Linked DNA regions of Mus musculus: all the other regions are linked to region 1. Evidence: chromatin contacts called from public HiCAR-type, HiChIP or PLAC-seq and promoter capture Hi-C data. All regions are on one chromosome and are shown on one strand. Each heading gives the region's core, a stretch centred on a gene start, on an enhancer-like site or on the middle of the called end of the contact. The rest is flanking DNA. Distances are from core to core; before and after follow the strand shown.

Region 1 (3,707 bases), core at 1,042-3,541:
GAAGAGTCTAGCAAAATTGTCTGTAAGCCAACAAACTCTCCTGTGGCTTCTCCCCTGTTCTTTCGTCTGCTCCTTTGGAGTTTTGTTAAAACCACTTCCAAAACTCTCGAGCCCAGTTGGCCTGCAGCTCACCATCCTCCTGCCTCTGCCTCCCCAAACGCTGGAGTTTCAAAGTCCTGCTACCATGTCCGGGCCTCCTCTGCTTCTATCAGATCACTTGACAGTGGATTTGGGGGTCACCTAGACAATCCCCAGTGAGCTTATCTCAAGTTTTTTTTTAACTCAATTATAACTACAAGGACCCCCATCCTAGCTGGGTATGGGAGAACACAGTTAAAATCCTAGCACTCGGGGGCTGAAGCAGGACACAGTTCTAAACAAACCAAAAAAGATTCCTATCCATCTAAGAGTATATCTGTAGTGTCAAGTAGACATTTACCAAACTATAGGAGACCTGGAAGAAACTCCCAGAGCCAGATAGGCAAAGGCAGGGCACCTTGGGAGGAGGTACCAGTTAGAATTGGCAGAGTCAAGGGGACAAGGGTCTGGAGCCAGAGCCCCTAGAGCCACCCATTCCTGAACCAGTTCTTTTGTCCCCAATTTGCTCCACATTTCTCTGAGATTTCCTTTCCACATAGGGACATCATTTAGGAGAGGCCCAGAGACCTCAGAACAGATAGAAGATGGGGCCACCCGAGCTTTGAAGCTGATCTCAGAGGGCCTACGAATGCAATACGTTTCTCTCTTCTTGTCTAACAGGAGAGCATCGATCTTCTCCCTAGGGACCGAACCGACCTTCCTTCTAATGCAGCATGAACTAATGTCATGCATTAATATTGTAAACCTGACGGGCTGTAGGATCTCCTAGGAAACAAGTCTCCCAGCACACCTGTGAGAGATTATCTAGATTAGGTTAGCCTCTGGACACGCCTCGAAGGGATTATCCAGATTAGGTTAATTGAGATAGGAAGACCCATTTTTAACTAACTGTGGGCAGTACTGTTCCACGGGTTGATAGGGAGTTTGTTCCACATAGCTAAACACCCGGGAGATGCTACTGTCTTGTGGCTGCGCACTCTCTGTCTCTAGGGCTTTCTCGTGTCAAGGTCCTAACCCCCGCCCTCCCACCCCCCAACCCACGGACCCATCTCAAGCTGGTGCAGAATCTAATCTTCTCCCCAAACCACCCAGACCCCCGAGAGCAACAGGGTATGGATAGACACCAGCTGGGAGTTGAGGGAGGGAACTTTGCCTTCAAAGCAGGGAGTCACCCACCCTCTCCTTTAGAGGCATCATCTAAACCTCAGTGTCCGCGTGCAAACAATAAATAGACTGTAATCCTAACGACACCGAGGGACTAGAGAAACCCGCGGGGAAGGGGCTGGAGACCCAGCCGCTGGGGCGGGGGCTTGGGGTGGGAGGGCGCTGGTTTTGAACTCTGTCCCTTGGCCCAGCCAGTTTCCACATTGTCACTCCACATTGTCTCCTACTTAGGTATTATTTTCTCTGGACCTCAGTTTCTTTGTGTACAAATTGGGAACTATGGTTTCCACTTCTTACGGGTTGCGAGAAAGAAAATTTCATCTGTAAAGTGCTGAGCGGGTGCCAGATCCCAGCTAATGTTTGCTATTCATAGCCTCCCGGCTCACGGAGATAGAACGGGTCCAGCCCGCCGGAAGCATGGGGGGTTCACTCCCCGCCCCTCAAAACAAAGTCTCTTTTTTCACACCTGATGCAGACCCTCAGCAGCAGAGGCTAGATGCTCCCTGGCGGACTAAGGGGAAAAGGTGCTCTGTGCCCAAGGCTCCATACAGGACTCAGGTGTGCTCTCGGCCTAGTCTCCCGTCCTAAGCCCCTACTCCCGCCCACGCTCACCCATCCCATCCCACCCCATGCCCCCGCTCCCTCCTACGCTCTCTTGTATCACACTAATCCCCTCCCCCACCTCCGATCTCTCAGAATCGGGGTGCTTACTCCCACTCGCCCCAAGACTCTGTGGCCCGCGGGCTCCCCCGTGTGCCCATCACGCGCGCTGCAGCGGTCTTTAGGTCCTAAGTGACCTGAAACTAAACCAAGGGTTCTAGCAGGCGACCAGGGGGCGCGTCCAGAGGACGGCAGAGAACTCTAGGACACTCGCAGCCCGATCCGCCGGCTCCCTGTCTGCAGCAGTGCTCCAGCCTTCGGGGTGGGCAAAGCTTCTGTGCCATTACCGGGTCCCGCCCGCGCGGGGGCCCCTTTAAGGGAGTGGGCGGGGCGATGTTTATTAGCATACATTAGCATGGCCCTGCCCCGGAGGCGGGCGGGCGCGCGGCTCAGTCCCGCGGAGCGGAGCGGTGCGGGCGCGGAGCCGAGCGAGGCGCGGAGCTGGCTGCTGGCGGGTGCGGGGACCCTCGCCACCCGACCTGGGAGAGCGGGATGGGACGCCGCCCGCGGGGACCTGGGTCCCCCCGGGGACCTGGCCCTCCACGCCCCGGGCCGGGGCTGCCACCACTGCTGCTTGTACTGGCGCTGGCGGCCCATGGGGGCTGCGCAGCGCCCGCGCCCCGCGCGGAGGACCTCAGCCTCGGGGTGGTGAGTGAACGACAGGGGCACGGGACCCTGGGCACTCGGGAGCCGAGTCCCCAGGCGCTCACGAGGTGCAAGGGAGAAGGGAGACTCGCCCTTGCTCCTTTCGGAGAGGTGCGCGAATCCCGGTGAGGCGGGGGTGTGGGGGGGAACCCATTTTTAAGACAGAGAAACTGAGGCTGGGGCTCGGGCTGCTCGAGGCTCACGCTTGCAGGTCTAGGAGGATGCCGGTCCCTTTCCCGCTCCGTGCAGTCGTGCGCCGCAGCCGCGGGCGCCCCGGGGAGGTGGTCGCCCAGCCGGAGCCTGGTCTCTGGTTAAAAGCAGCTCCACAGAGACCTCTGGCGGGGTGACCGGTGTCACAGACGCCCGGAGCGGTGCGCCCCGCGAGCTTCGCGGCCGGAGTGGGAGGTCAGGGGCGCGCACCCCAGGCCGGGGACGCGCCTGTGGGCGTCCGGAAAACCTGGGGTTCCCGAGTTTGCCCCGCTGACGATGTTAGAAGAGCCTCCCGCACGGCGAGCGTGCCGCGACCCCGTCTCCCTCCTCCACCGGAGCGATCGGCCTTGTCCCGCCGGTGCGGGTGACAACCTCTGCTGTGTCAAGCCCGCTGCCGTCCCCATCCCGCCAACTCCCACTGCCAGAGCTTAGCTAGGCACTCCAGCTTGGGGACCCGGGTACCGGCTTCTTCCCACCTCTTGCCCACCCTCCTGACTGAAGTCGGGTTTGGAAACCCGCAGGAGACCCGGAAGGTTTCGATCAGACTTTATGGCTCCGCAGGCCCGCGAAGCCCTCTGCAAAGGCGCGCGCGGTGACTAGAGCCCGCTTTCGAGGAGGAGGAGGAGGCCCCGGCCTGGGTTCCTTAGATCTGGAGACCCGGCCAGGCGCGGCTTCCTGATTGGCACAAGCCAGCCAATATCCTAATGGGGTCCTGGCAGAGTCCGCTTTCCACGGGCGGTTGGCAACGAGGACTCCTACACCTCAGGTCTAGGCAAGGTGTCATGGAGATTTCCTGCTGGAGGAGACACTGGGGCGGGAGCAACCTCCAGTTTGGCAACATTTGCCCCTGGATCTGAGAGGGGCAGACTCTGCCACCCCCCAGGCATCTGAGGTGGCAGCGACCCATGCTTTCTCTGCCCACTTGCAGA
Region 2 (3,298 bases), core at 585-3,084, 670 kb after region 1:
GCATGGCTATCCCCTGAGTTTGATGTCAGCTTGGGCTACAGAGTGAGATTCTGTCTCAAAAAAATAGCAACAGACAAATACCATACAGACCTCCCCAAATTGCCCAACAATATAAACTGGAGGTGGGAGGGACCCAACAAATGCTAAAACAACAAAAACTCATCAAGAAAAACAGTAAACACAGTGGTCCAGATGTTGCCTACCATCGTGAGATTTTGTTACATTGCACCTGGCAGGACCTACCTGCTTGCAGATTTCAGTCTGGTCGTCTGTCCCAAATGCACTGATGAGGTCTTCCTTCTTGGCAACCTGACCTTTGGAAACATTTACAAACACTGAATGGGTCTGCAGAACTTCATCAAGGTCTTTTTCCCTTGAAAGGGCAGGAGAGAAAGTCCTATGTGAATCCACTGGATAGTAGAAAATCCACTCACATTTAAACACAAGATAGCAACAAGAGAAATGGCAAGTGCTGCAAGCTGGGTGTGATGTGCACATCTGTAACTCACCATTTAGGAGGCAGAGGCAGGGAAATTGGGAGTTTGAGGCCAGTCTCAAAAAAAAAAAAAAAAAAAACCAAACAAAACAAAAAAAAACAAAACAAAAACCCTAAAGAAAAAAAAAAAGAGAAATCTCACACACACACACACCACACTCTCTCTCTGGTGGCTACCTGCGAAGGACAGTATCTGGATTCTCCCACTTCACCACAGAGGGAAAAACTACATCATTGTTTTATGTAAGGAAACTCAGGGTGTGGTGGGGAGTGGTGTTTCTTCTGTCCTGGAATATCTGTCCCTAGATGGCAGTAGCGAAGACACTACTACGCACTTTGGGAAACTGGGGATTCTGAGGTGTGACGTTTTAATTTCAGGATTTGTAGGTGTAAGATTAGCTTCCCGATTGTTATCCCTGGAAAATGACCATAATGTTTCTCTTCTTGGAGATAGCATTTGGAATGTTGGATTCCTGTCTTTTTTTGTTTTGGTTTGGTTTTTTTTCGAGACAGGGTTTCTCTTTGTAGTCCTGTCTGTCCTGGAACTCACTCGGTAGACCAGGCTGGCCCTGAACTCAGAAATCCGCCTGCCTCTGCCTCCCAAGTGCTGGGATTAAAGATGTGCGCCACCACCGCCCGGCCGGATTTAAACATTTAATCCAAGAGGCTACTGCAATTTCGGGTCCTCTTGACCGCAGCTTTGTTTTATTAGTACAGGGTCGGTCACGGTCTCTCTCACACACACATACACATACACACACACACACGTTCCAGGCTGGCCTGGAAATCGCAGCAATCCTCCTGCCTCAGTTTCCTGGGCGCTGGGATTACAGGCCTAAACCATCGGTCCCACCCGGCTCTGATGGCGTTTGTAGTTGGCAGTTTTTATGATACTAACAAAATCCCAAAGCAGAACCCAATCCGAATCGGGTAAACCAGGCCTGAAAGGTACCGATGGGTCGCAGGAGCCGGGGTTAGGGAGGCCAGGCCGCCGAACTCTGGGCACAGGATTACTCACACGCCACTCCGCCAGCCGACGACCTTGTTTTTATAGCAGGCGATTTCGAAGCGCTTCCCTCCCCGCTTCATCCGCACCACGGCCACATTGGTCAGTCGGATCTGGTTGGTGGGGGTGAAGATCGACATGGTGGCTGTTCACAGATCTCGAGCTCGAGGGGACGCCAAGTGCTCGGCTGAAACGACCCTGCGGCGCGCGAACCCTTAACGCCCAAGGAGTGCGCGGCTCTTCCGGAACCTACCAGGGAAGAAGCTACCGCACGCCCGATTGCCCTACTGCACATGCGTCAAGTGGCGCACTAGCCAGGCAGCCGATAAGAAAGCAACCACGCCTGCGCGCCGTGACTTTTTACGCCCTCTAGTTCCACCCTCAAAGGAAGGCGGGTCGTTCTGTGATGACGTCATTTACAGGCGCCAGTTACGCCTACCTATTATGGGTGAGTAATGTTTATTATCTGGGTGGAAACATGATATTTTGGTTGAATAGTTCTGCAGAGTTCAGAGGCTGCGCTCATTTTAAATTTAAAAAAAAATTTTTTTTGATTTATTTATTATATGTAAGTACACTGTAGCTGTCCTCAGATACTCCAGAAAAGGCATCAGATTTCGTTACGGATGGTTGTGAGCCACCATGTGGTTGTTGGGATTTGAACTCGGGACCTTAGGAAGAGCAGTCGGCGCTCTTAACCACTGAGCCATCTCGCCAGCCCTATTTTTTTTTTTTTAAGATTTACTTTTTAAAAGATTTATTTATTTATTTTATGTATATGAATACACGGTAGCTGTCTTCAAACGCACCAGAAGAGGGCATCAGATCCTATTACAGATGGTTGTGAGCTACCATGTGGTCCTGGGAATTGAACTCAGGACCTTTGGAAGAGCAGTCAGTGATATATATACACACATATATGTGTGTATATGTACACACATATATACACACACACATATATATATCTTTTTTTTTTTTTTTTTGAGACAGGGTTTCTCTGTGTAGCCCTGGCTGTTCTGGGACTCACTCTGTAGACCAGGCTGGCCTCGAACTCAGAAATCCGCCTGCCTCTGCCTCTCGAGTGCTGGGATTAAAATCGTGCGCCACCACGCCCGGCTATAACTTTTAAAAGAAGTAAATAAAAACTCTCTTGGCTTAGTCACCTATGCACATGGGAGTCAGAGGCAGGCTAATTGCGTTGTAAATTCGAAGCCATTTTGTTTTATATAGGCGAGTTACAGGCCATCCAGAGCTACACAGTGAGACTCTTTCTCCAAATAGTAGCTATCCTGAATCTCGTGATCATTTTGTTTCAGCCTCAAGAGCGCTGAAATACAGGTCTGTGTCATCAAGCTGAATTCCTTTTTTCCATTTATTGACTGATTGATTGAGGCAAGGTCTCTTTATAGCCCTGGCATACGTAGTCCTGGAGCTCACTACGCGGCGGAACAAGCTGTCCATTAACTAGGAACTCCCAGAGATCCGTCTGCCTGTGCCTCTGGAGTGCTAGGATTAATGGTCAGTCAGCAGCATGCCAGGTTGTCATTTATTTCTTGATAGTACTGCCCTCTGTCCTGCCCTTTCCCCTTCTGAGCCGAAGCGAGAAATAACAGTGGAGCAGGAAGCTCGCTTGCTTTTGCATCTCCCGCTCTGGACCGCGTTTCCCACAGGCCCGCCCCTTTCCACTCTGAGCCAATCCGAGAAGTACAGGAAGTGCTCTAGCATCTTTCCCAGGTTTAGAAGTGATGGCTTCTCTCTGGTCCCGCCTCTTTTCTATTTGAGCCTATCAGAGAGGA
Region 3 (3,318 bases), core at 802-3,301, 590 kb after region 1:
AACAAACAAACAAACTCCAAAAACAAACAAACAAAACCAAAAAAACCCACTGACTAACTTATTTAATTTTTAGGTCTCAGCTATACCCCAATTTTTTTTTTTTTTAATTCTGATGATTGAACCTAGGTCCTCCAGAAGAAAGAGCTAGCCTTCTGTAGGTAGGAAAGGAAAAGGGCTCAGGGTGGAACTGCCCATAGTTCACACATATTTCTGTGAAAATATGTATCTATGTTTTAAATGAATGCTAAGAGTTCAAGCAGCGAGGCCAAGAACACCAGGGATGAGAAACAAAGATGTCTGCAATCCGGTTTGAGATAACCTGATGAAGCAAGCTCCCGGGCAGTTGGCACCAACCTGACTGTCCAGCTATCTTTCACTGATGCCAAAAGCTTTCCCCCCTTCAGTAGTAAATGTACAGGAGAGGCTTCCTCATGTTTCCTTACATTATGATTATTGTGTGTGGATGCCATGATACTTACATGGAGGTGAGTGGGCATCTTTGTTAGTTGGGTCTCTCCTTCTACTTTTTGTTGAAACCATTTATTTATTTTACGTACATTGGTATTTTGACTGCATGTGTGTCTGTGTGAGGGTATTGGATCCTCTGCAACTGGAGTTGCAGACAGTTGTGAGCTGCCATGTGGGTGCTGGGAATCGAACCCAGCTCCTCTGAAAGAGCAACCACCGTTCTTAACCACTGAGTCATCTCTCCATCCCCTCCTTCTTTTTTTTGTCAGGTCAGTTCCAGGATTTGGATTTAGGTTGTCAAGCCTGAATGGGAAACCTTTTACACACTGAAACATCTCTCTGGCCCTCTTTACTTGTAATCCTCTTTCATAAAACTCGCTTTCACCTCATTTGTCTGTGTCTTTCTTTAATCTTCATAGACCTTAAACATCCAACTTGGAGCCACTTCCCTAGGCCAACCTGACCCTGTCTGGCACCCTACAGCCTTGTGCCAAGCACAGCTGGGTCATGAAAGATCCTTTTATTCTCACAACTCCTGCATCATCATGTGCTCTCATTATAAAGCTATACCCCACAACCTTCCTTATATTTGCCCAGGCCAAGAACACTAGAGATGGGAACTCCTGAACTTCCTGTCTCCACCTAGCCAGGCTGGGATCACAGCCTAGTTGCTATTGGACCAATTTCCTTAAGATTCTCCTAAATTGAATCAGTTTCAAGTCCTGCTCTTAAAAAGAGCAAGCCAGGAGTGTTCATTTCTGTGGGCCATCTGCCCAGGTGACCAGGTTCTTTCTATGGACGAGTGCCCAGGAGTGAAAAACAAAATAGCAGAGTCAGAAAAGGTGAAAACAGGCATTTATTGAGACAGGGGTTAAAAAAAAAATTCTGCTGGGAACAGTGTTTTGTTTTTGTTTTTTGTTTTTTCCAGAGCTGAGAGCCAGTCTCACGGACTCTGGGTTGCTCATTTGTAGGGTTCATTCTGAATTCTCTCCTCCCCTATCCTATAACTTCATCTCCTCCACCCCGACGGTTCTTGGCCCAGGGAGATAACAAAAGCTAGTGAGGTGGCATGTCAACTGTCCAGTGGGAGCGTTATCTATCTTTACAGACAGGCAGTCATGTGCTAAACTTTTCCCTCTCGATCTTTTTCCTGACTATCTATTCCCTGCTAACTGCTCACTAGGGGAAAGGTGTGTTTGTATTTCCTTCTGGCGGCCGCATTCGCTAAGCGCTGGGAGATGTCTCCTGGTCCCAGACTTTGATGTCCCGTTTCGTGTATGGCTGTCCTCGGGGCTCCTTGTCGCCCTCAGGCTAATGCAAGCAGAAGCTGGTAGACGGAATGAGGAATGACAGGGGAAACCGCGGCTTCTCGCGAGTCACAGACACGTCAGCGAGGGCCTCACGGTCACTCGGTGTCCCCTGCCCTCAGGGACTGCCCCTTCGGGTGGACAGCCTCCGGAGCGTTGCAATCTTTTCCGGCCAGCCGCCAGCCAGTCCCCGGAAGTCCGAAGCGTCACGGAAATGACGCCACGCGTACGCACCGCGCGCGTGCTCGCGGTGCCGGGGGCGGGGCGTGCGGGGGCAGGGGCGGGGCAGGGAGCCGAGTGACTGAAGGGGCGCTGGGAGCGGCGGTCGGACGCCGGCGGAGCCGCGGAGCAGGTTCGGAGGGACGGGGGCTCCGGAGGCGCGTTCCCACACGGAGCGGGGCGGCGGCGGCGGTGTCCGGCCGCGCGCTGACCGGGGCCGCTCCGTTCCGCCTCTCAGCCGGGAGGGCGGGCGGGCGCATAGGGCCAGGCCGCCGGAGCTCTGCTGCTGCTCTCGGCCTCTCCAGCTCGGCCGAGTTCTTCCCAGCTCGGCGGGACTCGGGCTCCCGGGAGGACACGCTCCCCGGTCGTCGGCTGCCGCTCCGATCCTGTCCGAGTCCGGAGTTGTGGTTGCAGCCGGGCGGGTCCCATCCGGAGCCCGCGTGGGTCCCGGGGCTGGTGCGGCTGCTGTGGCGCGGGGTTTTGAATACTCGTCCCAGGTGCTAGAGGCCAAGGTTATGGGTGTCTCTGAATGAGAAGTCCTGAAGCTGAGGCAGGAGGATTGCCGCGAGTTTTGAGGTCAGCCCTCTGCCACTGAGGAAGACCCTTTTATGGAAAATAATAATAAAGGCAGTCCCTGATTCCGAGCTGTCTGGAAGGGAGAGCCAAGGGGATGTCCTTCCATCCCTTCGCGGAAGTTGGCTCCATAGAGGGAAGCGCCTTGGAGACTAGGTCATTGGCAGCTGGCTGTGTCTCAGAGCTGATGACCAACCTCTGTGGTTGGGAAATGTGTTGCTGGATGTGGTAGGCTCGGTCTGTCTGTGGAGTTTAGATGTGACACTGGCATAAGTTTTACAGCGTCACCTAGTTTTGTGGTAAGAGCCCCTATGGTCCCCCCACCCCCTGCCACCTCCTGGAAGTTAACTGTTGGGTCTTTTAACCTACAAACCTAGAATTACTTTTCAAAGGAAGACCCAATTAGTCACCCACTTCTGACATCCCAGTATTTGGAAATTGAGTCAGGAACAACAGTCTTGGGAGTTTTGACGTCAACGGGGCTATGTAGTGAGTTTGAGGCCAGCCTATACTACAGAGTAATATTCGATCCTCCCGCCCACCAGAGTCGCAGTTAAAAGAAAGAAGAGGCTAAAATAAAATGGTCTTGTCAAGCTTGTTACTGGGCGGTGGTGGCGGTGGCTCACACCTTTAATACCAGAATGCTGGAGGCAGAGACAGATCTCTATGAGTTTGAACAGGCCTGGTCTACAGAGTGAGTTCCAGGACAGTCCAGGCTACATAGACTGTTTTGGGGGGAGAAGAAGCTTGC
Region 4 (3,396 bases), core at 598-3,097, 640 kb after region 1:
TACAGTTTCAGAGGGTCAGTTCATGATCACCATGGAGGGAAGCAGACAGGCAGGGTGCTGAGGCAGTAGCTGAGAGATTTACCTCTTGATCTATAGGCAGCAAGTAGGGAGAGACGAGAAGATAGTGGGCCTGGCAGGGACTTTTGAAACCTCAAAATCACTCCCAGTGACACAGCTCCTTCAACAAGGCCACACCTCCTAAATCCTTCCCAAACAGTTCCTCTAACTAGGGACCAAGCATTCAAGCATATGGGCCGATGGGGTCCATTTTCATTCAGTCCACTTCAATATTTGCTAGATTATAAGCACTAAATAAAAATAACAAGAACTGTTGTCAGTCAGCCCTTGTAAAGAGTACAGAAGACACTCTGTCTAAAAAAACCTCTCAGCAGCTTCTCCAGCCTCCTAGGTTTAAGGCCTTCCTTATCTGAGTTCTGCTTGATGTCATAGACATCGATTTGATCACGTTTTACTGTGTATTTCTGCCTTTCTACCTGCTCCTTGCACTTATTCAAAACCAAAAGCATAGCAGTGGTAGCTCATTGTCTGGAATGAGAGCACACACATGCTGTGCACACACAGACATACACATGCAGATGTCTTCTATACGATTTCCCTGGAACTATTTGGCTTTGAGGTTCTGGAGGAGACAAGCATCAGAGTTCCACTTACACATTCTATGGGAAGCCATCATCCATTCTGGGTGAGGACTTTCCAGTGTAGTTGCTTTGAGGTCACTCACCCTGCTGGCAGTAACCTCTTGCCTATGCTCTGTAAGTAAGCCAGATACATTTACTGGCATTCCAGGGGGAACTTTGGTTTGTCACCGAGACCTTAGGAAAAGGGGATAAACATCGCATAGTCTTTACCTAAGGAGAAAATTCTCACAAATGTTCTCATGTCTCATGGCACACCTTTAATCCCAGCACTTATGGATCTTTGAGTTTGAGACCAGCTTGGGTCACATAGTGAGTTTTAAGTCAGCCAGGGATGGATTGAAAGACCTTATCTCTTTTGTTTGTTGGTTGGTTTGGTTTTTTTTTTTTTTTTCAAGACAGGCTTTGTTTAGCCCCAGCTTCCTGGAACTCATTCTGCAGACCAGGCTGGCCTCAAATGCAAAGATCTATCTGCCTCTGACTCTTGAATGCTGGGATCAAAGGACAACCTTCCCACTGCCCAGCAACCGTGTCTTTAAAGAACAACAAAAAAAGTCAAGACCAGACAAATGGATAAGTGTAACTGATCTCCTGGGTTTTCAATAATCATGTACAAAGGTCAGTATTAATGTGGTTAGAGGAATTTAAAAAGGATAATATTTTGCTGCTTCTAAGGTCAGCTAGGTCCTTGGGGACTGAGACATGGCTTGAAATGAATTGTCCTGTTGTCCAGAAACGCGACAGATTCCCATCCAGTGGATCCTAGAGTCCCGTCTACAGAGAGGAGGGTGGTATTAGTGTGCTCAAACACCATGACTAAGGTAGTTGGCTCCTCATTGGGCTCCAGAGAGAACAGGAAGCCAGCTCTTGCCATCCACGAGACCCCTGTGTCAAAACAAAAAATTCCAACAAAAATAAACGAAAATCGTGTCCTCTTTACTATCTCACGCCATACACACCAAGACCTGCAGAAGCACTTCGGGACGGAACCGAGCAAGCTCACGGCAGTTCGCGAATGCGAGTGATAAATTTCAGGCAGCTCCGTGTATGCTTTTCCCATTTGCAAAACGAAGACAGTCTGCTTCTCCTCCTAACCCCGACCCCACCCGCCGCTCGCCCCGGAGCAATTCTGTCCCTTCCGCGCCGCCGTCGCGCGCGGGCGGGGTCAGAGGTCACGGCGGCGTTAGTGGTGACGTGGTTTTCTGCCTTCACCCGGAAAGCCCGGCGTTCGCAGCGCGCGGAGCCGGCGTCCCGTTGGCGCGCTCTGGCCTGGCTTCGGGTCGTCGCTTCGGCCCCGAGGAGCCGCTCGCTGTCTCCGGAGCGGCGGAGAGGATGGTGCGGGGCAGCCCGGGGCCCGCCGCGCGCCGCCGCGAGTGAACAGGGCCAGGCCGCGGGCGTCCGCGGGCTCGAGCCGCCAGTCTGCGGGGCGGTGAGTAGGAGACGGGGTCGTAATCGCGGGCGCATGGGCCGGGACCGGGGACCCTGAACCCGGGGCCCACGGCGTGCTGGGCGGATCGGTGCGCAGGCTCTCCCAGCCACCCCAGCTCCGTTCACTCCTCTATTAGCTGACCCGGTCCTGTTCCATCCTCCCGAGGCCTGCGGAGTCCTGCTCCCTCAGTCAAGGCTTGTATAGGTCGGCTGAATAAGGCTGCGTGGACCTACTAGCATCCTTTGCAAGTTTTAGAAAAAAAAATGATTGTTTTGGAAAATTATTTACATGATGTGTTTGTATTATCTTGTCTGCGCACGTGAGCGCAAATACCCACCGACTCCAGAAGAGGGCGTTGTGTCCTTAGACCCAGAGTTACACTCCATTGGTAGCTGCCTGATGATGGGGTTGCTGAGAACTTAACTCTGGTCCTCAGGAATAGCAGGTATTCTTAACCCCGTAGCCATCTTTCCAACTTCTCTGTGTGTGTGTGTGTGTGTGTGTGTGTGTGTGTGTGTGTGTGTGTGTGACAGAGAGAGAGAGAGAGAGAGAGAGAGAGAGAGAGTGAGAGTGAGAGAGTGAGTGTGAGTGTGTGTGTGTGTTCAGTTTTAGATTTGTGACTTGACTTTGGGTTGTCAAAAATGTATCCAAAAGAGGGTTTAATGCAGCCTTAACTGGCTAGGATTTCCCTATGTAGACAAGACCCACCTTCAACACCGATCTTCCCGATTCAGACTCCGTAGTTCAGAGATATAGGCGTGGGCCACACTGCCAAGGTTTCACAGTGTAATAACGGTATTGTTTTGGTTTTAATCTGAATCCTGGAGTCTGGGGTCTCCTGCAGCCTTAGATAGTCCAAACCCACGACTCAGTCGAGGCTGACCTTGATTCTCTTAGACTCCCTAGTGCTGCCGTTGGCAGGTGTGCACTGCCATGCCGGTTAAGCCCGGCTAAAACATAATTTTTTTTTTTTTTTAAAGACAGGTCCACTGTGTAGTTCAGGCTGGCCTCCAACTCTCTGTGTAGCTTGAAGTTGTGATCCTCCTGCCTCAGCCTCATATTGGGGTGTTGTTAGCTGTGTGGTACCAGGCCCTGTTCACAGAGTAGTGGTAGCCTGGTGGCAAGGCTAGTCAATACTGGGACAGGGGGGTGATTTCTTACCTGTCCCATAGTTGTATAATACAACAAATCACGGGAGGATTTCCACATACTGTAAGACACACAGCTTTAGTTCTGATGCAGAGAATCCAGAGCTGTGAGTTTAACATAATGGAAATAACCTGAAGCCATGTCACAGTTCTGGAACTCGTA
Region 5 (3,274 bases), core at 167-2,666, 560 kb before region 1:
AAGGCTGTACAAATAGCCTGTCTATAGCTGTCTCCCGACCAACACCCACACCCCCAGTACTCATACATGTTAAGTTTTAAAGTTCAGGCTAAGAATAGGTTTGCAGTTCACGTTGGATGGCAAAGAAAATGCTGTAAACCAGGCAGCAGTGGGCAGTCCAGACAGTGCTTGCAGGGAGAGCTGCGCCTATGCCCGCTTGAGTGTATTCTCTTGTTTCCCTCGGCTTCTTAGGATGAGGTTCTTTGTAAGTTCTAAGCGTGGGCCAGTTAGTAACACAAACCAGGCCACCAGATGATGCGGTTCGGCAGGCTGGTTGCCAGGACAAGTAAGTTCATGATAAGTTTTCTCGGGGAGAGGGTCACTGGTGATGTCACCACCCAGCACCAGGTGCTACATTGTATCAACAATCTACCAAACTGGAACTAGGCGGGTTGACCGTTTTTCTCCTAAACTCTGTTTGATCTCCACCTCCTGTTATATCCTCTATTGAATACAGCTCACAGCATAGCCCCTTGTAGCCGACTTGTTACATATACTCCAAAATATAGTAACTTTGTATTTATATAAATATGTAACTGACGTTCCATTAAACATACTATGTTAACGTTATGTTATAGTTTTTGTGCACACTTTCCCACCTGTCTTCTACCTAAGTTGCCCAGGCTAGCCTTGGAACCCTAAGGCCTGTGCTGGCTCCTTTTAGATTGCATAGTACAAAGTAACAGCAGGGCCCCCAAGCTCTGGTCATCAGAGATACATTTTCCATTTCCCCAGCAGCATCTGTATTTGCTGGTCAATTGCTGCTCAGGAGGGAGCCAGGGTAGGGTATCTTCTGCGAGACAGATTACTCAGACCACGCAACAGAGGAAGGGCCCTGGGATGCTGAACGCCTGGACTAACTGCATCCGGTCCCATCCTCCCAGGAAGGCCAGGCCGTGTCCATGCCGGGCACGCATGGCTGACGCAAGCCGGGCCTCGGGCGCGCGCACCCTCATTCATTCCCTCCATTCATTCTGCAGACGGCGGCCGCGCACACTTAGCGATCGCCCGCCCGCGAGATCCCCGGTGCCTGTGGACACAGGACTTGGGGACGAAGGTCGGGCGGTGCCCGCTGAGCGGCAGCGAGCGACCGAGAAGCAGCACCCGCCTTTCCCGCCCACGAGGCCCCTGGCTAGGCCGCCGCCCGCGTAACGCGCGGCCTCCCGCAGCCAGCGCATGCGCGTGGCAGCCCGCGCTCAGCGCCGGCTCCCGCGGGCCCTTCACGGTCCGCGTGCGTGCGCGTCCCCGCTCGGCCGGCCCACGTGACCCGCCGCCCCTCTCCCGCCCTGGGCGCTCCGAGGGCCCCCGGCCGAGTCGGACGGCTCCAGCGGACGTGCGCGTGCACGCGCGCCGCGTGGTTGGGCGCGGCGCCGTTGCTCCGCCCTCTCCCGGCTCCTCCCCCCCTCCGCGCGCCGGCGTCCGCTGCGTCTCCGGCATTTGAATCGCGCTTCCGCCATCTTTCCAGCTCCAGTCGGACAGGCGCGGAGACTCTTCTGGAAGGTAGCGTCGAGGCCGGGAGGGTGCGGGCGCGGGCGCGGGCGGTGACCGGAGGGTTTGGGTGTCCTTCGGGTGGGCGCGGGGCGGCGCTGGCGACGAGGCGAGGCGAGGCGGACGGGCAGCGCCCTGGGCTTTTTCAGCCCGCTTCCCTTCCCCCCACCGTCTCACGCCGCGTCCCCGCCTTCCCGCGCGCTCTTCCCGGCCGCGGCCTTTGTGGGGCGCACGTGCCGCAGCCGCTCTCTCTCCCCGCAGGATCCGCCGCGATGGCCGCCCAGGGAGAGCCGCAGGTCCAGTTCAAGGTGCGTGTGCGGCCGCACGGGGGCCCTCGGAGGGCGAGCGAGCGGGGAGGTCGGGAGGGGACGGCATGGCGGGGACCGCTCACGCCGCCGCCTCGTCTCTTGAATCTAGCTCGTCCTGGTGGGCGACGGCGGCACCGGGAAGACAACCTTCGTGAAGCGCCACTTGACGGGCGAGTTTGAGAAGAAGTATGTAGGTAGGTGCGGCCGGGGGTGCTTCACGGCAGCGAGGCCTCCGGGGGAAGGCGGCGGGCAGTGCACGGCTGACCCCTTCTGCCGCCCTGTTCCCCGCAGCCACCCTGGGCGTGGAGGTGCACCCGCTCGTCTTCCATACCAACAGAGGACCCATCAAGTTCAACGTGTGGGACACGGCCGGCCAGGAGAAGTTCGGGGGCCTGCGCGATGGCTACTACATCCAAGGTGAGGGGGGCCTTGCGGAAGTGGGCCCAGGCCCTCGGACATGTGCTTGGGGTATGAGCCGGAGAGCCAGCCGTTGCCGGGTGACTAAGGAGAGGGGACAGAAATCTCTTGGAGGGAGGCGACCTGGTTGGAGTGGATAGGAGATTTTTTTTTTCTTTTATAAGAATCGTCCGTGGTGTCGTTTGATCATATGCTGTGTCATGCTAGGCATTGATTTGGGGCAAACTGTGTGGCTTCAGAACTTAGTAGGAGACTAAGCTATTGGGAAAGCTCCCGGGTCACTTTTTGGTTTTCGAAACTTGAATTAAGGGCTACACGCAGTAGCTTACCCGTGATTATTCCCATCATTAAAATAAGTAGTGAGCATTTGCCCCAAGATACTAAACCTCTAGCCCCTCCTGGAGCCAGGCCCTCTCTCACACGTGAAACCTGCCGCCTCATGGAAACTGTACTTTTACTTTTCTCCTTGAAAGTAATCGAAAAAGCTTAGTGGGGAAAGAGTCTGTTGGTGTTTAAAGACGAATGAATATCCTTGTGATCTTACTAGCATGATGAGAAAATTCGTTCTTTGGCTTCTTCGCATGTAAAGGCAAAGGGGTGTTTATAACCGGGGTTAACTTTTTAACCAAAAAAATGGGGATGCTCACGTGCTTCCTCTTAAACTGTATCCTCACCATCCCTGCAGGGTAGGTTATAGAAACCTGGGCTCAGATTTTAGAAGACTGGTGTTTGAACTTTGATGAACTTTGATGGGCCAGCAGTTGGTAGTTAGTGATTAGGTGCCTTGAGGAGAAGAAGGTAGTTGATAGAGTGAATTGGTCTTGACTTTTGGAGTTTTCATTTGAAGAGGAATTGGAGTCAGTGTGCCATGTTTTACCATCTAACTTTTTAGTGGGGGACAGGGAGGACTTTTGAATGGAGTGGGTTGATGGGTGATCCAGAGTCAGGCCCAAGATGATGACTGAGTCCTGCAGTAGACTAAGACACTCTACTGTCTCCAATGTTTTTCAGCCCAGTGTGCC
Region 6 (3,431 bases), core at 761-3,260, 580 kb before region 1:
GCTGGCTTCCCAAGGGAGGAAGTACTGCTTGAGATCTTACAGATCCAAGTCATAGGGAGAGCACAAGCACAGGGCCCGATCCACGACCCCAGTACACTGGCCCTCCACTCTGCAATGCCTCCACCCTTCCTCCCAGGCTGTCTGCACGCAGTCACTTGAGGCTGTCTCAATATTAACTACTATTGTGACGATGCTGAAAGTCCCCAAGAACTTACATACTTCAAATAACTTTAAACACAGCCATGCTCAGGAGGCTGAGGCAGGAGGATGGCAAGGTTAAAGCTAACCTGGGCCACACACCATGAGACGTCATCCGGAAACTCCAAAATTAAGGCAAGCAAAAATACAGTCAGTCACAAGTCAGTCACGATAGGGATACAAGGAGAAACGGGTGGCGGGGGGACTTCCCAGATGGCTTTGACGGCACTAGTGCCACACGGGATCACAGTCAGATCACAGGGTATGCCATTAGACAAAACGCAGTCTCAGGGTACACAAGTGTGCTGCTCTACATGTGACTATAAACTTGTGAGGTAACTGTGGCCAGAGGTAAAGTCTGAGGCCATGCGTCATTAAATACCCACCTGATGGAAGAAACCGTCCATGAAATGATCCTTCTCCACAATGACGACAGCAGTGTCTCCATCGTCGTTTGTCCTACACTGGAACAGAAAACATTTCCCAGGTGTCACAAAGGCCGAAGAGCGACTCAGGGCCCCAGCTCCTCAGCTCACGGGACACCAAGTGCAGGGGAGGAGCCATGCTCCACAGCCTGCAACCATCCAATAGTGCAGCTTCTACCTGGTGACAGAAACATGGGCTGGAAAAAAGGGGGCAGCCGGGGGAGTCAATGAAGGCCAGATCCCCACGGCAGGTGCTGCCATCTACACCAGAGTCAGGGCCATTCGAAACAGATTGTTCTCCATGAAGAGATTACTACACACACACACACACACACACACACACACACACACACACACACAGAGTCATCCTGGGGACTGACGCAGGGCTCTGAGCATGCTCGGTATCTTCTCTGAACACTGGGCTACATCACTATCCCTGTAATGTTTATACTTTCTGTAAAGATTAAAAATGCTACTGGGGGTAGAGGCTGGAGAGATGGCTCAGTGGTAAGGGCGCCGGCTGCTCTTCCAGTGGTCCTAAATGTAGTTCCCTGCACCCACAGGGTGGCTCTTAACTTCTAAAACTCTAGCCTCATGGGACCTGATACCCTCTTCTGGTGTGCAGCATACATGCAGGAAAAATAAAACAAATTTTTAAAAAATAACACATGAAAATAATAAGCTGCTACCAGGTTTGGTGGCCCGCCCCTGTAATCCCAGCCCTTAGGAGACAGAGGCAGAATGGTTAGAAGTTCCAGATCAGCTCCATTACAGAGTGAGTTCAAGGCCAGCTTGGGAAACAGGAGACCTTATCCAAAAACAAACAAAAACTTTGAGTGCATGGTAACTTCCAAGATATGTCGGCGCATGCATACTTTCTAAGAGGGCGATGACCACCGCGCACTGTGTTTAATAATAATAAACACCCTGACAAGGAGAGAGGGGTTGAGGAAGACAGAATCAATAACAGTGGGGGAGAAGAAGGCATTTCAGACAAGGGCTAGAATGGGGCTACTTGTTCGAAACAGCCTAAGGCGGGATCCAAGACAACAGGAGTAGGCACTTCCGAAGCTCCCTGCATGGCCTTGGGTCAGGAGAGTTGCCCAGCTGCTGCCTCTGAGGCCTGCCTGGAACCTTGAGAGCACAGGATGCAGGAGGGATGCTGGTCCTGACTGGGCAGCCTCTCTTCCGGGCTGCCCAAGCCTCTGGCAGCACAGACAAGTCTCAGTTAGCCAGAAGCAGTTTTTGTGGACAGCTATACGTGGCCCCTCGAAGATGGTCTCTATCTAAGTCCTATTGCTGAGCCCTGCCTGCCAGGAGGCGCAGGGGAGGGACCTGCTGAGCTCTATCCTCCAGGGCAGCCAGCGCCATGAGTCAGCACGATCAGGCCTCCTTTCCGGCAGCCAAGCCCAGCAAGGCATCTTAGGAACCTCCATTGCTTGGGGGCCTTTACCAGCCTTTACCCTGCAGGCCTGACACACAGAGGTGTTCCTTTACTGCCCACTACTACCCAGGAAACCTTGCAGACAAGATATCACTGCAGTTCTCAGCTAAGAAAAATCTGCAAATTTAAGAAGCATGGTCAAAGTTGGAGTGTGGTGCATATTTACTTACTTATTTACTCATTCATTCATTCACTTTTTTTTTTTTTTAATTCCTAGCACTCAGGATACAGAAGCTGGGGAATCACTGTGAGTTCGAGGTCAGCATGATCTACATAGTGAGTTCCAGGCCAGTCAGAGTTACACAACAGAAAGACTGTGCCAAGAAGAAGAAAAAATAAAAAGCCACTGGTTCCACACAGGACCCTCACTAAGGCCCAATCAGCTCTTCCCAAACCATATCCCCTCTCCTCTAGTGCTGATTATTTGGATAAGACAGCTGGTTAGTTACAGCTGGAGTGCTGCTCTAAAACACACACAGGAGTGTGAGAGCAACCTTTGTCACCAGGGACATAACACAGCCACGACCAGCTTAATGAAAAATGGGTATCACCTAAAAGGTTATCTTCTATATTCATGAAGCATAGCGCAGCGTGCGCGCACACACACACACACACACACACACAGGGATGCCCCTTCTGTGTGACTTCCCCCAAGAAGCCTACCCGCTGCTCTCCAGATGCCTGGAATGACGGGCAGTGCTGAAGAATTACAGGCTGTCCCAACAGCCCTCAGCAAGGGAACCACATGTGGAATAGGGGCACTGCCATGCCTTGTTAGGGTGGCTCACTCCAGGGGTTGGGGATGGTGTGTGTGTGAGGACAAGCTAAAATCATCAAGCTGACTCGGTCAGCAAGGAAGACAGCAGGCAGCTGAGAACAAAGCAGAGGTTGGCCCAGGGAGCTCTGTATCCTTGGGGATGGAGTGTCAAAGATGGGTATCTCAGAATCTAGGAGCTGCAAGGAGAAATCCAGGCTTTCAGAGATGCTGACACCCTGATTTCACACCTGAAGTCTCAAATTGCCTTAGGAAACTGGAGCAGGAGGATCTCCAGTTTGAAGCCAGCAAGCTAGACCATAAGTACTTAGGAGGCAGAGAGAGGTGGATCTCTGTGAGTTCAAGGCCAGCCTGGTCTACAGAGCAAGTTCAAGGGCAGCAAGAGCTACACAGAGAGGCCCCAAAAAACAACCAAATACACAAACCAAACAAACTTGAAGCTACTCTGTACAACACATCGAGGTAGGCGGATTCCGAGTTTGAGGCTAAACTGGGCTTCAGAGTAAACTCTAAGCCTGGGATATACAGCAAGTCAAAGATAATGCAAAGTAGGAAGGAGAGAGGGGGGAGGGGGAGGGGAGGGTCACGG
Region 7 (3,721 bases), core at 698-3,197, 530 kb before region 1:
GGTGCACAGGCATGTGCATGCTGGCGCTTGCACGCACACGCGCACACACCCACACCTACAGAAAGCACATACACATGTGTATACACACAGGTAGTGAAGTTTTTAGTTTCTTTAAAAAACACAGAAGTATTATGGGAATATGTTTTTGTTTTAATCCTAGGTATGGGGCTGCTTCAGATTGCCCATAGCACCTGACTGTGATTTGCCTCGTGCTCTAGCAGGGGCATGATTTTGCCAGTGGCAGATAGTTACTGTGACTGTGTGATGTTGAGAATTCTGGGGACCTTTGAGAGGAATTATTAAATGCTAGGGGCTGTTGTTGCTGTTGCTGTTGGTTGGTGGATGTTGGTCACAGTTTGTTAAGTAGCCGTGAGCAAAGAAGAAACAACAGGAAGAAATGAGATATTCTGACAGCAAAGATCGAACTGGCCCCAAGGAACTGGACGCCCCAATCAGCAGGAAGTAGTCTAAGAATAAGGTCACCTATTTCCTTTCTATCCTTTTTTTTCTCTCCTATGAGGTGTTAGGGGGTTGAGAGGGTGGAAGAAAAGGGGTGGAGAAGGGTAGAAGAAAGAAGAACCCACAAAGTAGCCAAAGATTGACTACACACACATGCATATATAACACACAGGTGCATATAACACACATGTGCATATAACATACATTCACATACGTACACAAAGTACAGTCTGTAGAGTGTGGTCTGTTTCCAAGGGCTCTTATTCTTCCCCCTTTGTCTTATTAGCATATTTAGTTTAATTGCATAAAATAATAGGTTTCGTGACATTCTCATGTGGGAACATAGTCTATGTTGATTATACTCAAACACCAGGGCCTGATTATCCACTGGCTTTTTGTTGTTGTTGTTGTTGTTTCATAGAATTAAAGTATCTGTTATGTACTGTTAGGTTTTTTTCCTTCCTTCTTCCCTCCTCCCTTTTCCTGTCTCCTTTTCTCTGCTCCTTTCTCTTCTCTTCCTTTGTTGTACTTCTGGCGACTGAACCTACGGTTTTAGGCATGCTTGCTAAGTTATATTCAACCACCCAGCCACAGACCAAGTTCTGTTTAGAGTTTTATTTTGCTTCCTTCCATGAAACCCGAGCAAACAACACAACAACAGTGGATTGGACCAGGACCGTGAGATTCAATGGAGCGTGGTGGATGTAAAACCCCTGACCTTTTACAACGAGGTGGGGGCTGGAGAGATGGTTCAGTGGGTAAAGAAAGCACTTGCTGCACAACCAGAGGAGCCTGAATTCACCCCACAAACCATGTAAAAATGCAGACAAGACAGGCTGGTCTGTAATTCCCCTTCTACAGTAAGTTGGGAGGTGGGGACAGGACAGTTTTTGGAAGTACACAGACCAGCTCACCTGGTATACTGGGTGGAAAAACAACAAAGAGGTTCAATCCCTCCCTTTGCCCTCCCCTCTCCCTCCTTCTTTTCTTTCTTCCTCTCTCTCTCTCTCTCTCTCTCTCTCTCTCTCTCTCTCTCTCTTACTTTCTTGTTTTTTGAGACAGGGTTTCTCTATGTAGCCTTGGCTTCCTTGAACTTGCTCTGTAGACCAGGCTGACCCCAAACCCACAGATATTTGCCTGCCTCTGCCTCCCATTTCCCCAATTTTGGAGTTTTAGCCAGTAGTTTCTGAGCTCCTTGCCCGCTCTCAGCACAGACTCCTGGGCAGTAGATAATAACCGAGATGTCTGCTGGCTTTTACGCTACACGACGACCATCATCTTGACTTCCCTAGGATCTCTGCCCAGTTTGTACCAAATGATACTGTGACAAAGGTGAACTGGGGACTCAGTACTTTGGAAACAGGGAGGCAAATTGAAAACCATGTGAAATTCCTCATCCCAAATCCTTCCATCTGTGAACATCGATCTGTTTCTTCACTAGTCACCAAGCATCCCGTTGCCACGGTTACCGTGAGGCAGCCATCTGGATAAAGAATGATGCTGTAACTCAGCACCCTTTCCTGTTGGAATGCTGAGCCCTGGGCACCGTGATGCCAGCTCTTTAGATTTCTTGAAGGAATGTCAGAACTTATGTTAATAAAAACGGCCATGGCACTAAGAATGATAAACGGTGTTCCCTGTTCCCCAGTCTAACAGAAAAAGTTTCTCTCCTGGGTCATTTTGTTGACAAATGCTTTTTTTGTTTTTGTTTTTGTTTTTGTTTTTGTTTTTGTTTTTGTTTTTGTTTTTAGAGACAGGGTTTCTCTGTATAGCCCTGGCTATCCTGAACTAGCTCTGTAGACCAGGCTGGTCTCTCACTCACAGAGATCTGCCTGCTTCTTTCTCCCAGTACTGAGATTACCACCTGTTTTTTGTTTTTGTTTTTGTTTCTGTTTCTGTTTGTTTCATTATTTTTTACTGTGTTTTTTTAAAAAAAGATTTATTTATTATTATATGTAAGTACACTGTAATTGTCTTCAGACACACCAGAGGAAGGTGTCAGATCTCATTATGGTTGTTTGTGAGCCACCATGTGGTTGCTGGGATTTGAACTCAGGACCTTTGAAAGAGCAGTCAGTGCTCTTAACCACTGAGCCATTTCTTCACCCCCCCCTTTTTTAAAGATATATTTCATTTTATGTATATGAGTACACTGTAGCTGTCTTCAGATATACCAGAAGAGGGCATCAGACCCCGTTACAGATGGTTGTGAGCCACCATGTTGGGGATTGAACTCAGGACCTCTGGAATAGCAGTCAGTACTCTTAACCGCTGAGCTATCTCTCCAGTCCTCGTTTTGTTTTTTAAAGAAGTTTTCTAACTATGTTAGCTTAGCTGGCGTGGAACTTGCTGTGTAGACCAGGCTAGCCTCAAACTCATAAAAATCCTTCTGCCTCTGCCTCTGCCTTCTGGGTGCATGTACCACCACACCCCACTAACATTATTTATTTTTTACATCTGCAGTTTCCCCTCCCTCTTCTCCTCCCAGTCCCCTCCCTTCATCCATGCCTCCTCCATTTCCCTTCAGAAAAGGGCAGACCCCTCATGGCTAGCAACCAGCCATGACATGTCAAGTTGCAGTAAGACCAGGCATCTCCTCTCCTGTTAAGGCTGGATGAGGCAATCCGGTAGGAGAAAAGGGTCCCAAAAGCAGGCAACAAAGCTAGAGACAACCTGATCCCACTGGTAGGAGTCCCACAAGAAGACCAAGCTACACAGCTGTAACACGTGTGCAGAAGGCCTAGGTTAGTTCCATAAAGACTCCCTGGTTGGCAGTTCCCTCTCAGTGAGCCCCCACGAGCCCAGATAACCTTGCTTTATGGGGTCTTTTTGTTATTGTTGTTTTTTTTGTTGTTGTTGTTTTTTTGTTTTCTATTTTTTTTGTTTTTTTGTTTTTGTTTTTGTTTTTTTGAGACAGGGTTTCTCTGTGTAGCCCTGGCTGTCCTGGAACTCACTTTGTAGACCAGGCTGGCCTCGAACTCAGAAATCTGCCTGCCTCTGCCTCCCAAGTGCTGGAATTAAAGGCATGCATCACCACTGCCTGGCTTGGGGTCATTTTTAAAAAAATGCCTTTGCTATACTTTTTTGAAAAACAGAAACGTGAGAGATCGCACCATATCTATCAGATTCATTTTGTGCTGGCAACTGCGAACGTATCAATAAAGCTCTCATTCTTACAGAGGGTTGTCTGGTAGGACGATAGTCATCTCAGAACAGTGCACATGCCTTGAAACTGTGCCTCAGGAACGAAGACCGTGCTTTC

What was found. Promoter capture Hi-C pulls out the DNA fragments that hold promoters and counts their contacts. HiCAR-type assays count read pairs that join an accessible place to other places. HiChIP or PLAC-seq counts read pairs in DNA pulled down with a chosen protein or histone mark. Capture Hi-C pulls out chosen DNA fragments and counts their contacts.
Region 2: a contact with region 1 is called in a promoter capture Hi-C map of liver, with 4 times the contacts expected there. The contact joins the promoter of Sbds here to the promoter of Mmp17 in region 1. A contact is called at or near these places in 3 of 484 Hi-C or Micro-C datasets (CD4 T cells, muscle stem cells and regulatory T cells), 1 of 115 datasets of contacts at active chromatin or transcription factors (memory CD8 T cells) and 2 of 9 other capture datasets (adipose tissue and liver).
Region 3: a promoter capture Hi-C map of pre-B cells shows a contact between it and region 1, with 4 times the contacts expected there. The contact joins the promoter of Rabgef1 here to the promoter of Mmp17 in region 1. A contact is called at or near these places in 1 of 39 promoter capture datasets (pre-B cells) and 3 of 484 Hi-C or Micro-C datasets (CD4 T cells, pre-B cells and regulatory T cells).
Region 4: a promoter capture Hi-C map of pre-B cells shows a contact between it and region 1. The contact joins the promoter of Tmem248 here to the promoter of Mmp17 in region 1. A contact is called at or near these places in 1 of 39 promoter capture datasets (pre-B cells) and 2 of 9 other capture datasets (adipose tissue and liver).
Region 5: a contact with region 1 is called in a promoter capture Hi-C map of pre-B cells. The contact joins the promoter of Ran here to the promoter of Mmp17 in region 1. A contact is called at or near these places in 15 of 39 promoter capture datasets (the 3T3-L1 cell line, 3T3-L1-derived adipocytes, the HPC-7 cell line and 11 more), 1 of 15 datasets of contacts at CTCF or cohesin (large pre-B cells), 17 of 484 Hi-C or Micro-C datasets (CD4 T cells, CD8 T cells, LSK cells and 13 more), 35 of 115 datasets of contacts at active chromatin or transcription factors (the 230-238 cell line, T-cell acute lymphoblastic leukemia, VIP interneurons and 21 more) and 4 of 9 other capture datasets (adipose tissue, embryonic stem cells, liver and 1 more).
Region 6: a contact with region 1 is called in a HiCAR-type map of embryonic stem cells, with 4 times the contacts expected there. The contact joins the enhancer-like site here to the promoter of Mmp17 in region 1. A contact is called at or near these places in 9 of 39 promoter capture datasets (the HPC-7 cell line, cranial neural crest, embryonic stem cells and 4 more), 1 of 15 datasets of contacts at CTCF or cohesin (large pre-B cells), 11 of 484 Hi-C or Micro-C datasets (CD8 T cells, Sertoli cells, bone marrow-derived macrophages and 6 more), 13 of 115 datasets of contacts at active chromatin or transcription factors (T-cell acute lymphoblastic leukemia, bone marrow-derived macrophages, embryonic basal ganglia and 8 more) and 4 of 9 other capture datasets (adipose tissue, embryonic stem cells, liver and 1 more).
Region 7: a contact with region 1 is called in an H3K4me3 HiChIP or PLAC-seq map of forebrain, with 13 times the contacts expected there. The contact joins the enhancer-like site here to the promoter of Mmp17 in region 1. A contact is called at or near these places in 7 of 39 promoter capture datasets (the HPC-7 cell line, cranial neural crest, embryonic stem cells and 4 more), 1 of 15 datasets of contacts at CTCF or cohesin (embryonic stem cells), 50 of 484 Hi-C or Micro-C datasets (B cells, the CH12 cell line, the G1E-ER4 cell line and 27 more), 18 of 115 datasets of contacts at active chromatin or transcription factors (T-cell acute lymphoblastic leukemia, craniofacial prominence, embryonic basal ganglia and 12 more) and 1 of 9 other capture datasets (adipose tissue).

The regions. Positions count from the first base shown.
Region 1 is chr5:129,581,878-129,585,584 of GRCm38.p6, forward strand. It overlaps Mmp17 (matrix metallopeptidase 17), which reads left to right and starts at 2,292. Exons shown (of 10, transcript NM_011846.5): 1 at 2,292-2,571. The coding sequence starts at 2,416.
Region 2 is chr5:130,253,696-130,256,993 of GRCm38.p6, forward strand. Sbds (SBDS ribosome maturation factor) reads right to left here and starts at 1,835. Exons shown (of 5, transcript NM_023248.2): 1 at 1,515-1,835; 2 at 244-373. The coding sequence starts at 1,642. It also overlaps a transcript of Tyw1 not described here.
Region 3 is chr5:130,169,768-130,173,085 of GRCm38.p6, forward strand. It overlaps Rabgef1 (RAB guanine nucleotide exchange factor (GEF) 1), which reads left to right and starts at 2,052. Exons shown (of 9, transcript NM_001199059.1): 1 at 2,052-2,127.
Region 4 is chr5:130,220,488-130,223,883 of GRCm38.p6, forward strand. Tmem248 (transmembrane protein 248) reads left to right here and starts at 1,848. Exons shown (of 7, transcript NM_027854.1): 1 at 1,848-2,085. It overlaps Gm6598 (a long non-coding RNA gene), which reads right to left and starts at 3,379. Exons shown (of 2, transcript XR_377119.4): 1 at 3,247-3,379; 2 at 1,231-1,541.
Region 5 is chr5:129,018,740-129,022,013 of GRCm38.p6, forward strand. It overlaps Ran (RAN, member RAS oncogene family), which reads left to right and starts at 1,417. Exons shown (of 7, transcript NM_009391.3): 1 at 1,417-1,539; 2 at 1,789-1,835; 3 at 1,945-2,029; 4 at 2,127-2,252; 5 at 3,264-3,274. The coding sequence starts at 1,800.
Region 6 is chr5:128,998,926-129,002,356 of GRCm38.p6, forward strand. It overlaps Stx2 (syntaxin 2), which reads right to left. Exons shown (of 11, transcript NM_007941.3): 2 at 585-662. Among named protein-coding and RNA genes, the nearest start is that of Stx2, 7.9 kb to the right of the region's middle. Within about 2 kb of position 2,011, at least 99 of the 459 cell types and tissues checked have an H3K27ac peak or open chromatin away from gene starts, as enhancers often do. A contact at or near this core is called in the HPC-7 cell line, adipose tissue, bone marrow-derived macrophages and 2 more, where this site is marked.
Region 7 is chr5:129,047,649-129,051,369 of GRCm38.p6, forward strand. No RefSeq gene overlaps it. Among named protein-coding and RNA genes, the nearest start is that of Gm38615, 14 kb to the right of the region's middle. Within about 2 kb of position 1,948, at least 12 of the 459 cell types and tissues checked have an H3K27ac peak or open chromatin away from gene starts, as enhancers often do. A contact at or near this core is called in forebrain and motor cortex, where this site is marked.